Linked DNA regions of Canis lupus: region 1 is linked to region 2. The links are chromatin contacts, called in public Hi-C maps. All regions are on one chromosome and are shown on one strand. The core of a region is the stretch at or near the end of the contact, and the rest is flanking DNA. Distances in the headings are between cores, read along the strand shown.

The links. A called contact is a pair of places that touch in the nucleus more often than the background predicts.
Region 1: a contact with region 2 is called in a Hi-C map of blood, with 5 times the contacts expected there. The contact joins the promoter of SETD6 here to the promoter of GOT2 in region 2. A contact is called at or near these places in 2 of 9 Hi-C or Micro-C datasets (both in blood).

The regions. Positions count from the first base shown.
Region 1 is chr2:57,412,207-57,417,131 of UU_Cfam_GSD_1.0, reverse strand. SETD6 (N-lysine methyltransferase SETD6) reads left to right here and starts at 3,486. Exons shown (of 9, transcript XM_038530895.1): 1 at 3,486-3,549; 2 at 3,671-3,841; 3 at 3,951-4,095; 4 at 4,175-4,316; 5 at 4,449-4,643; 6 at 4,761-4,881. The coding sequence starts at 3,523. NDRG4 (protein NDRG4) reads left to right here. Exons shown (of 17, transcript XM_038530899.1): 17 at 143-2,259. The coding sequence ends at 297.
Region 2 is chr2:57,236,719-57,241,790 of UU_Cfam_GSD_1.0, reverse strand. GOT2 (aspartate aminotransferase, mitochondrial) reads right to left here and starts at 2,263. Exons shown (of 10, transcript XM_038530878.1): 1 at 2,058-2,263. The coding sequence starts at 2,146. It overlaps LOC111092647 (a long non-coding RNA gene), which reads left to right and starts at 1,741. Exons shown (of 3, transcript XR_005355700.1): 1 at 1,741-2,232; 2 at 3,573-3,912; 3 at 4,451-4,517.

The DNA.
Region 1 (4,925 bases), core at 2,237-4,736, 170 kb before region 2:
CAGAGCCGTGGCTTGAAATGGGCCTCTGTGCCGTTGGAAGAACGGGTCTTGCTGGCCGCTTTGCTTGCGTCAGTCCTTTTCCTGCCTGCTGGCACTCAGCCCTGCCTGCCAGTCCTCATGCCTGTCCCTTTTCTATCCACAGTGCCCTCGGCTAGCATGACCCGCCTCGCCCGCTCCCGGACCGCGTCACTCACCAGTGCCAGTTCGGTGGATGGCAGCCGCCCGCAGGCCTGCACCCACTCAGAAAGCAGCGAGGGCCTGGGCCAGGTCAATCACACCATGGAGGTGTCCTGTTGAAGCCCCTGGCCCAGCAGAGCCACCCAGCTGCCCCCCACTCCCTCATCCTCTGCATCAATGTCCCATTGCCATCCTCGCTCCGGCTCATTTCCCTTTTAGTTTATTTTTGTGAAGGCCAAGGGGAGGAAATGGGTTTACTTCTTTTTTTGTTAAAAAGATGAGGGGATTCATCCTAGATGCTGCAGAACAATGTCCAGATGGTTTGAGAGGCTCCTCCCCCCACCCCAGCTCACCTTGTTAACTTGGCTGACTTAGATTCCCTCTTCCAACTCCCCACAGTCAGGGCGGGGTAGAGGGAGGAAGGGGATTTGCTAAGGAGAGAGCTGGAGTCCTTCTCTGGGCAGGATCCAGGATATCCTAGGCGGAAGAAAGCATGGGATGACCCCCTTGGGCAGACAGGTTTGAAGATGGGGTGGGGTTTTGAAGTGGTGTGCTGGGACAGCAGGAGCACAGGGTCCAGCTCAGGTACTGAGGTGACAACCAGGAGACAACACTGGGGAGCAGTGGGAGGCAGGCACCCTGCAGTTCTGCAGGCCCCTTTCTCCCCATCTCCTCACCAAGCACATCTGTTTGTCTTTTTGCACATATGACAATCATCTGAACCATAGCCACAAGGGGGTGCTCCTACCAGGCAGCAGTTTTCCTGGTGCTCTCTTGGCTGGCCTGGTGATGTGGGCCAGGCAGGCAGGGACTAACAGAGTTTCTCTGCCCAAGGAAGACAGAACACAGAGGACCATAAAGGCAGGAACCCCACAGACTGTCTCAGCCCATACACTACACCACCTCCTGGCCTTGTCCGATGTCTGTACCAAGGCCTTGAGGTAGAAAGTTGCCTGATCCTCTGTTTCCATTGGGACTGGATTTGGGGGCTGAGCTTAAATGCTAGGAGAGCCCATCGGGGTTGGGCAGACCCGACCACTTCATGGTGCCTGCCTTGGGGAAGCAGTATGTGGCCAGAGGCCATGGTGGCTGATTCCCAATTCCATAGAGGACAACCTAATCAACAGCAGCGTGTCCAAGGCCACCGGAAACATGGTGGTGTTAGATTTCTGGTCAAGCTATGCCAATATTTTCTGTGGGTATCACTAAGAAAGGAAGTTTACTTGGAGATAACTGGTCTAAGGCAGACTTCTGCAGGCCCACATCACCGTCTCAGGACTATTGGAGTGGCTTGGGCCTTGCTGGGTCCTGGGGTGGGAGGTGAAGGTTCCTAAAGTGAACAAGGGCCAGGCAGAGGAGAAAGGCTCTCCACACACCCTGGTCCCCTCCCCGTTCACGTGAAGCCTAGGACTGTGCCATACACATCCTACCCACCCACACAGGGAGAATTTCCCAATCTGAAAACTGGAGCTACTGGTCTCAGAGACTCAATTGCACAAAACGAAATAGTAAAAGGGGAGAGAGAGCAATGAAAACTGCAGGGCTGTGGAGGGGACAGTTGTGTGTGGGGTGCTCTGAGGCTGAGCGGACACCTGCATCCACCTTTCCTTTGCACATATCACACCCTTCTAGAATCTTAAGCCATTACTAGACTGCTCTAGAGCCTGGTGGAGTGTTAGTCTGTGCCCAGTTCTATTCATTCACGTGCTTCCTTTGAATATCAAATGTGACTGTTTGAAAAGCTGGTAGAATTAATCCCTCTTTACTGTAGATAGTGCTGCAGACCTTGGATTTTTTTTTTCTGTGTTCTTTCAGATGAGATATCTATAAATATCTATACATTATATATATATATATATGTGTGTTTGTGTGTGTGTGTGTGTGTATGTATATTGGGTCTTCCTGGGTGTGGTTTTCCATCAGAGGTGGTCTCTTTGGTCAAGTGAACTTCTACTGGAGTTTATTATTTTCCTCTCTGTATAAAGTGAAGAACCTAACTTTATGTATTCTGGTGGCTGATGTCATGAAACTTTGAGATGACAAAATGTAAAACAAATAAAAACCCTTGTCAAATAGAGTTAATTAACTGTGTTGACAAACTAATAAGTGAAGAATTCAAGTATAGTGCCGCCAGGCCCGTTACGGGAAGCTTTTGAGATGGCAGCATTGAGGTCCTTCCTGGGTTTAGGTGGGACTGAGTATGCAGGAGTTCCCATTGCTGTTTCTACTTCTAGTTCTATTTAAAAAACTCAACTCCTGGGGACCTGAACTCAGGACCACTCAGATCAAGAATCACATGCTCTACCAACTGAACCAGCCAGGTCCCCCACTTATTTACAGTTCTTATCACATTATCTTACCAATCCTTATGTGTTTTTGTTTGTTTGTTTGTTTTTTTAATTAGCTAGTGAGGAAGAGCAGCGAAGAGGGGGAAGTAAAAGGAGAAACAGATTCCCTGCTAAACCGCAGCCCGGTGCTGCGGGATCCCAGGACCCCAAGATCATGACCACAGTTGAAGGCAGATGCTTCACTGAGCCACCGCCCAGGTGCCCACCCATCCTTACGTTAATTCCACATGGTATATGTTATCTCAGTTTCACAGCTGAGGAAACAGAGCCTCAAGATAAAGAATTTGCCATCTTATTAGGCTTCTTATTAAGCCAAGCTGGGAGCTGGCTTTAACATTGTGTGACTGCAAAGCCCTCTATATTCGCTGCTTCAGTTTCTTAAAAGTATTCTACTTTCCTGTGTTTAACCACCATTTCTGATTCACTCATTTACTTAATAGATACTGCGTACCTGCTATGTGTCAACTAATAAAGCACGTAAATAAAACCCCATGTATACGATGAAAAACAGAGGGATATACTAGCAAGTGCGGCGGAGGGGCTATTCCAGCCCTGGGAACTCTTCCCGTGCCCCTTCCCGTGCCCCTCGGAAACACACACGCACGCGCACACGCAACCTGCTCTTACGGAGCAAATAACACGGGTTGGACGAGCTGAGTGGCTGGGACTCGAGATCAGGAAGGCAGACTCAGACCCTCGCTCGATGCGGGTCCTCTGGAGGGACCCGACCGCACGTCTTCTAGACCCCGCTGGGGACACCCCGGCCCCGGGAGCACGTTCCCGGGAGGAGCGATCGCGCAGGCTCCAAGCCCCGCTCGCCCTCCACCCCGCGGCCCGGGCCACGTCACGTGGCCCGCGTCCCCGCCCCCGTCCCCGTCCCCGCCCCCGTCCCCGTCCCCGTCCCCGCCCCCGTCCCCGCCAGGCCCTTCCCCAGACGCCGGAAGTGCGCGCGCGGGGCTCTAGGGCCGCGGGGCCGCGGGGCCGCGGGGCCGGGACCATGGCGACCCGGGCTAAGCGCCGGCGGGTAAGTCGCAGGGTCCTCCCCGCCGCGCCTCGTCCCTACCCTGCCCGCAGCGCGGCCCCCCGCCCCCTCCCTCCGCTCGCGCAGGCCCCCGCCCTCTCACCGCGCCCCTTCCCCCACCCAGAGCACTTCCTCCACGCGCGCCTCGGCCTCCTCCGGGGCGGGCCGTCTCCGCGGCGCTCGCTCGTTTCAGGTGGCGGGGCCCGTGCGCGGTAGCGACCCGGACCCGGACCTGGACCCGGTGGCCGGCTTCCTGAGCTGGTGCCGGCAGGTGGGGCTGGAGCTGAGTCCCAAGGTGAGGCGGCGGGGGCGCGGGCGCGGGCGCGGGCGGGGGCGGGGGCGCGGGCGCGGGCGCGGGCGGGCGGGGGCGCAGGCCAGCTCGGACCGGCCGCTCCCCCGTTCAGGTGACGGTGAGCCGGCAGGGCACGGTGGCCGGCTACGGTATGGTGGCCCGGGAGAGCGTGCAGCCCGGGGAGCTGCTGTTCGCCGTGCCGCGGGCCGCGCTCCTGTCGCAGCACACCTGCTCCATAGGCGGCCTGCTGGAGCGAGGTGGGTGCGCCTGCGGGAGCGGGACGGGGAGGCGGGCCGCGGGGTGGCGCCCGGGCTCTCACCTCCCCGTCTCCCTCAGAGCGAGGCGCGCTGCAGAGCCAGTCGGGCTGGGTGCCGCTGCTGTTGGCGCTGCTGCATGAGCTGCAGACCCCAGCCTCGCTCTGGAGCCCCTACTTTGCGCTCTGGCCGGAGTTGGGCCGCTTGGAACACCCCATGTTCTGGTGAGAGCCTCAGTACGGGTGGGGAGCACCAGCACCATAGCCTAGCTCAAACAGCCCTGGCCCGGGGACAGGGCTCCCAAGCACTAGTCTCGGTGGGATGTGTGAAGGGAACCCGGTGGGGTCTCCCTGCAGGCCCGAGGAGGAGCGCCGGCAACTGCTGCAGGGCACGGGCGTACCGGAGGCCGTGGAGAAGGACTTGGCCAACATCCGCAGTGAATACTATTCCATCGTGTTGCCCTTCATGGAAGCCCACCCGGATCTTTTCAGCCCCAGGGTTCGCTCCCTGGATCTCTACCGCCAGCTTGTGGCTCTTGTGATGGCCTACAGGTCAGTGAGCAGAACGAAGGACTTTTTTGCTTTAGAATTCTATTGAGGGATGAGAGGGGAAAGAACACTGAACCACACCCCAGTCTCTGGGCTTTAGCAAAGTTCTCTTTGTGGCAGCTTTCAGGAACCACTGGAGGAAGAGGACGATGAAAAGGAGCCAAACTCCCCTTTGATGGTGCCTGCTGCAGACATACTAAACCACTTAGCCAATCATAATGCCAATCTAGAATACTCTCCGGTGAGTGGATCCCTCTTAGTTATTCCTTTAAAAAAAAAATGTAT
Region 2 (5,072 bases), core at 1,014-3,513:
ACTGCCAAGATTGAATTGTATAAAAATGGGCTGTTTAAAAAAATAAAGAAATTTCAATTAGTGGAGTTTACTTTAAATAAACTTTAGATTTTGGTAAAGATCAGGATGCTTGGGTGGCTTAGCAGTTGAGTGTCTCCCTTGGTTCAGGGCGTGATCCCAGGGTCCTGGGATTGAGTCCCACATTGGGCTTCCTGAATGGAGCCTGCTTCTCCCTCTGCCTGTGTCTCTGTCTCTCTCCTTCTGTGTCTTTCACAAATGAATAAAATCTTAAAAAAATATACTTTGGTCAAGATCACTTCTACAGTGGCAGCAGTGAAGGTTCTCATTTCCTTGTTGTCGGAAGGGTTACCTGTCATGGCCAAATATGGCAGCTGGCTCTATCACCCAATCATGTATCATTGCTTAAATCTGAACAGCATCTTCTCAGCTGTAGATGCTCAACTACTTTAAGACTTTACAGCAGTGAGCAAAGTCGTTATGGAACTTACATTCTCATTGTGAAAAGACTGAAAAGAAAAATGAGTCAGCCACTCAAACTCAAAGAATGACTAAAAGGTCACACCCATAGGGATATGCACCAAGCACTTTAAGTAAAGCTTTAGGCCACCCAGCCAAATCTATAAAACAATAATCACTTTTAAGACCACTACAATATTGCAAAACTTTCTCTTGCCCATAACTTTAGGCACCCCTTTCTCTTCTCCCTAATTCTGGTCCACTAGGTAGGCTGGCTTAGAGAGCACACCTTGAAAGAGTGCCAAGGAGGAACTAAATCAGGGATAGACAAAGTGTGAAAGCCCAAGCAAAACTGTACTGCCAAGAGTGTGAGGCTGTGTAAAGGACAAACTGTTCTGCCGGTTGAGGATGACAGGCATACAATCAAGGCACACAGAACAGGCCAGGGCTTTGCTCCTTGTAATCAGTATCTGGCCCGTGGTGGGCTGGAGACTAGGCTCCTCTTTAGGTGGTACTTAAAGCATACAGTCTCAAACTGCCTTCTTGAGTCACTTAATCGCCTGGCTTGGGTCTTCACTAGGAAGGAATTACTAATTCGTTTTAAACTCCATACTTTCTTATTGCAACACTTAGCACAGTGTGAAGTTACATATTTGTAAATGTCTTGAGTGACACCCGTCACTCGTTCACCACTGCCTCTATCATTTGGCCTAGCACCTGGCTCTGTGAGACTGTGACGAAATATTTAGTAAATGAGAGCACAGAGAGGTGGAGAGGAAGAGCGGTGACTTCCCTATAGTCAAACAAAAAGGAGGTGAACTACACCTTGAACCTTTTCCATGTGAAGGCCACATGGTCCAGGGGTCACCGGGGACTCTGGTGGTAACACGGGGGAGGGGGAAGGAGGGAGGATGCACGCACCAAGGTCAGGGGATGCAGAAGCGAGAGCTGGGCCTGAAAGCCAGGGCCCCGGGAGCCTCCCTGCCCTGTACTTCCTTTCCCGCGGCCCACGGCCAGAAGCACGCCGCGGCCCTGCAACCCCGCTCAAGCCCGCGGGAGGCCACGACAGGTGAGCCCCGCCGCGCGCCCCAGGGCAGCGCACCAAGGGCACCCGGCCCTGCGCGCCGCAGCCAATCCGCGCAAGGCAGCCTCGGCGGCGCAGCCAATGGGCGCCAGGCCGGCCGGGCACCGCAGCCGCGAGAGCCTTCCCCTCGCCACCTCACCTCACCCCACCCCCCCGTCCCCCGCCCCCCGCCCCCCGCCCCCACGGCGCCGAATCCGCGTCTCGTGACCCCCCAAACCCTGAATGGGAGTCCGGGTGCTGGAGAGGGCCGCAGACTCGGAACCCGGGGGAATGCGCTGGCACGCTGTCCTGCGGTCCCGGGACAAGGGAGGGGAGGGATGGGGATGTAAGACCCCGAGGGTCACTTTGAGGCGCCGACGCTCAATTATCAGCCCCCACTGAAGCCGAGGGGGTGTCAGAGAAAGTGTGTGTATGGTGCCTGTGCTTGGGGGGCTGGGGGGTTAGATGCCCTGGGGCGCCGGCAGCCCGGATGGGCAGGCCCGTCGTCCCCAGCTCCGTGTCCGTCTCCCCTGCTTACCTGGCTCTCGCAGAAGCCGCACCAGCGAGGCCTGGGTGGAAGGCGGCGGCGACCCCAGACAGGACGCGGCCGGAGTGCAACAGGGCCATGCTGGGCGGCGAGAAGGCAGTGGGCAGCGGCACGACGGAGCGCAGGCCGGCGGGCGCAGACACGCAGGCGCGGGCTCCCGCGGGAGGTAAGGACAGCGACTTACCCGGGCGGCTAGAGCGGCCGTCCGCCGGCGCGAACGTCGTCACAGCGCACCCTGGCGGCGGGGGCGCCTCGGCGCGGCCGCCGCCTCTGAGCCGCGTGGGCTCGCCCGGGAGTCGGCTCCCCCAGGGCCACGTGGTCCCGGAGAACTGTGACCCTGCGTTGTATCGCGGTTCGCAGCGCCTGAAAAGCTTTGGCTTAATCACGACAGACCCGACTGTAGAGGTAGCAGCTATTATGCCAACTCGAGAGCTGGGAAAATATATACCGATGTAGGTGAGAGTAATTTGCCATCTGCCGTACAGCCAGTGCCCAAGGTGGCCAGTCCTCAGACTTTAGCAAGCTGTTTCCCTAAGTGCAAATCACCCACCTTCTTCCTGAATCTTTCTTATCCCTGGTTTGTAGAGGATAACAGGCCCATCTCGTGGGGGTATTTGTGATGATTGAGATTAGCCGATTATGTCTAAGAACGGCCTGGTGTAGTAGCGCAAGATAATGCATGGTTTTTTGTTTTTTTTTTTAATTTTTATTTATTTATGATATATATATAGAGAGAGACACACACACATAGGCAGAAGGAGAAGCAGGCCCCATGCACCGGGAGCCCGACGTGGGATTCGATCCCGGGTCTCCAGGATCGCGCCCTGGGCCAAAGGCAGGCGCTAAACCGCTGCGCCACCCAGGGATCCCCAATGCATGGTTTTTAATGACAAACTTGTGTTTGTCAGTCAAATCCTTACAGTTGTGTGTGGAATGGAATGAAACAGTTTTAAAGGAAAAAGTGAATAAATTTGAGATATCAGAACTAGAATGATTCAAACAAGTCAGCTCTCAAGAATGGCTGTTTCTCGGGGATCCCTGGGTGGCACAGCGGTTTAGCGCCTGCCTTTGGCCCAGGGCGCGATCCTGGAGACCTGGGATCGAATCCCACGTCGGGCTCCCAGTGCATGGAGCCTGCTTCTCCCTCTGCCTATGTCTCTGCCTCTCTCTCTCTCTCACTGTGTGCCTATCATAAATAAATAAAATAAAAAAAATTAAAAAAAAATGGCTGTTTCTCAGATACTTCTCTAAACCCCAAATAGAACCGTGTCCCTTGCCAATTTAATTTGTCTTCTGTGGCATCTCATTGCCTGAGGTCATATTCTAGGCCCTTCCCAGCCCAGCCCCAAGCGACTGTCTCAGATTCATCTGCTCTCTCCCTGACCTCAGCCTGTGCTCCCATAGGCCACAACTTTCCATTCCACTACTAGATTAGCTTCCTACAAGTGCTCTAACAAAATGCTACAAACTGGATGGTTAAAACAATGGAAATTTATTCTTTTACAGTTCGGGAGGCTAGAAGCCCAAAATCCAGATGTCAGCAGGGTTCGTTCCTTCTGGAGTCTCTGGGATAGGAATCTGCTCCCTGCCTTCTTCCAGCTTCTCGCAGTTGCTGGCAATCCTTGCCAGCAAGCAGGTCCTTGGCTTATAGACACATCACTCAATCTCTGCCTCTGTTTTCACATTGTATTTTGTTTTGTTTTGTTTTTGTTTTCACATTGTATTATCTCCCTGTGTGTATCTCTGAGTTTGTTCTCCTCCTCAAGGACATGAATCGTATTGGATCAGAGCCTACAGTGACGGTTTCATCTTATACATCTGCAGAGACCCAGCTTGCAAATCACAGGTACCTGGGATTGGAACTTAAACTTATATTTTGGGAGAATGCATTTTGACCCATAACAATCACTATCTTAAGATCCAGCAATTTTACTTCCAGGTATAGCCTTCGAGACCTCAAACATGTATAGGATATTAGTGAGGCAATGTTCATAAAAGAAAAACACAAGAAACAGCCAAGTTGCTCATCAATAGTTATATAGATGTGCTCTTATAGTCATGTGATGGAGTGCTATAGAGCTACGTGTAAGTGAGCTCAAGCCTCAAAAACATAAAAAAAACAAGTTGCAAACTCATTTAGGTAAAATTTTAATATAAGCAAAATCATTTCATGTATTCATTTGTAAATGTATGTAAAAGTCTGAAAAAAACATACACCAAGGATACATTTCAGTACAGGAGAGTATAGGAAGGTGTTTGCCCTTATGGAGGGAATGACACAACTTTGTCATATTTGCTTCACAAAAAAGTTACAAGTAATATTAACAATGGTCATTTTGGGTGTATTTGTTATACTGTTCTCTTATATATATATTTAAATATAGGGATCCCTGGGTGGTGCAGCGGTTTGGCGCCTGCCTTTGGCCCAGGGCACGATCCTGGAGACCCGGAATCGAATCCCACGTCGGGCTCCTGGTGCATGGAGCCTGCTTCTCCCTCTGCCTGTGTCTCTGCCTCTCTCTCTCTCACTGTGTGCTTATCATAAGTAAATAAAAAAATAAAAAAATATATAAATAAATATATATAATATATATAATAATAAATAAATATAATAATATATATAAATATATATATTTAACTTTCTCATATGACAGCTAATTTGGGTTACTGATAGGAAAGATAGATGGAAAGGGACAACCCTTATGTGATAGGGAGACTAGGTAGAAAGAAGGCTGAGTAATCCAGGTAAGAAATTCTGATTGTTTTTTTTTTTTTTTTTTTTGAAATTCTGATTGTTTAAGTTCAAGTGGAAGTAGTAATGTTGGACAAAAGATTACAGATCTGGGCCATATCACAGAGGCAGATAAAAGGGGGTTAGTGATTACATGCAGGAAGAGGTGGAAGGGAGTTCAAAGTAACTGCCAGTATATCAGTTAAAATTGGGGTTGTCTGGGGAGCCTGCTCCTCCTTTTCCCTCTGCTGCTCCCCCTGCTGCTTGTGGTCTCT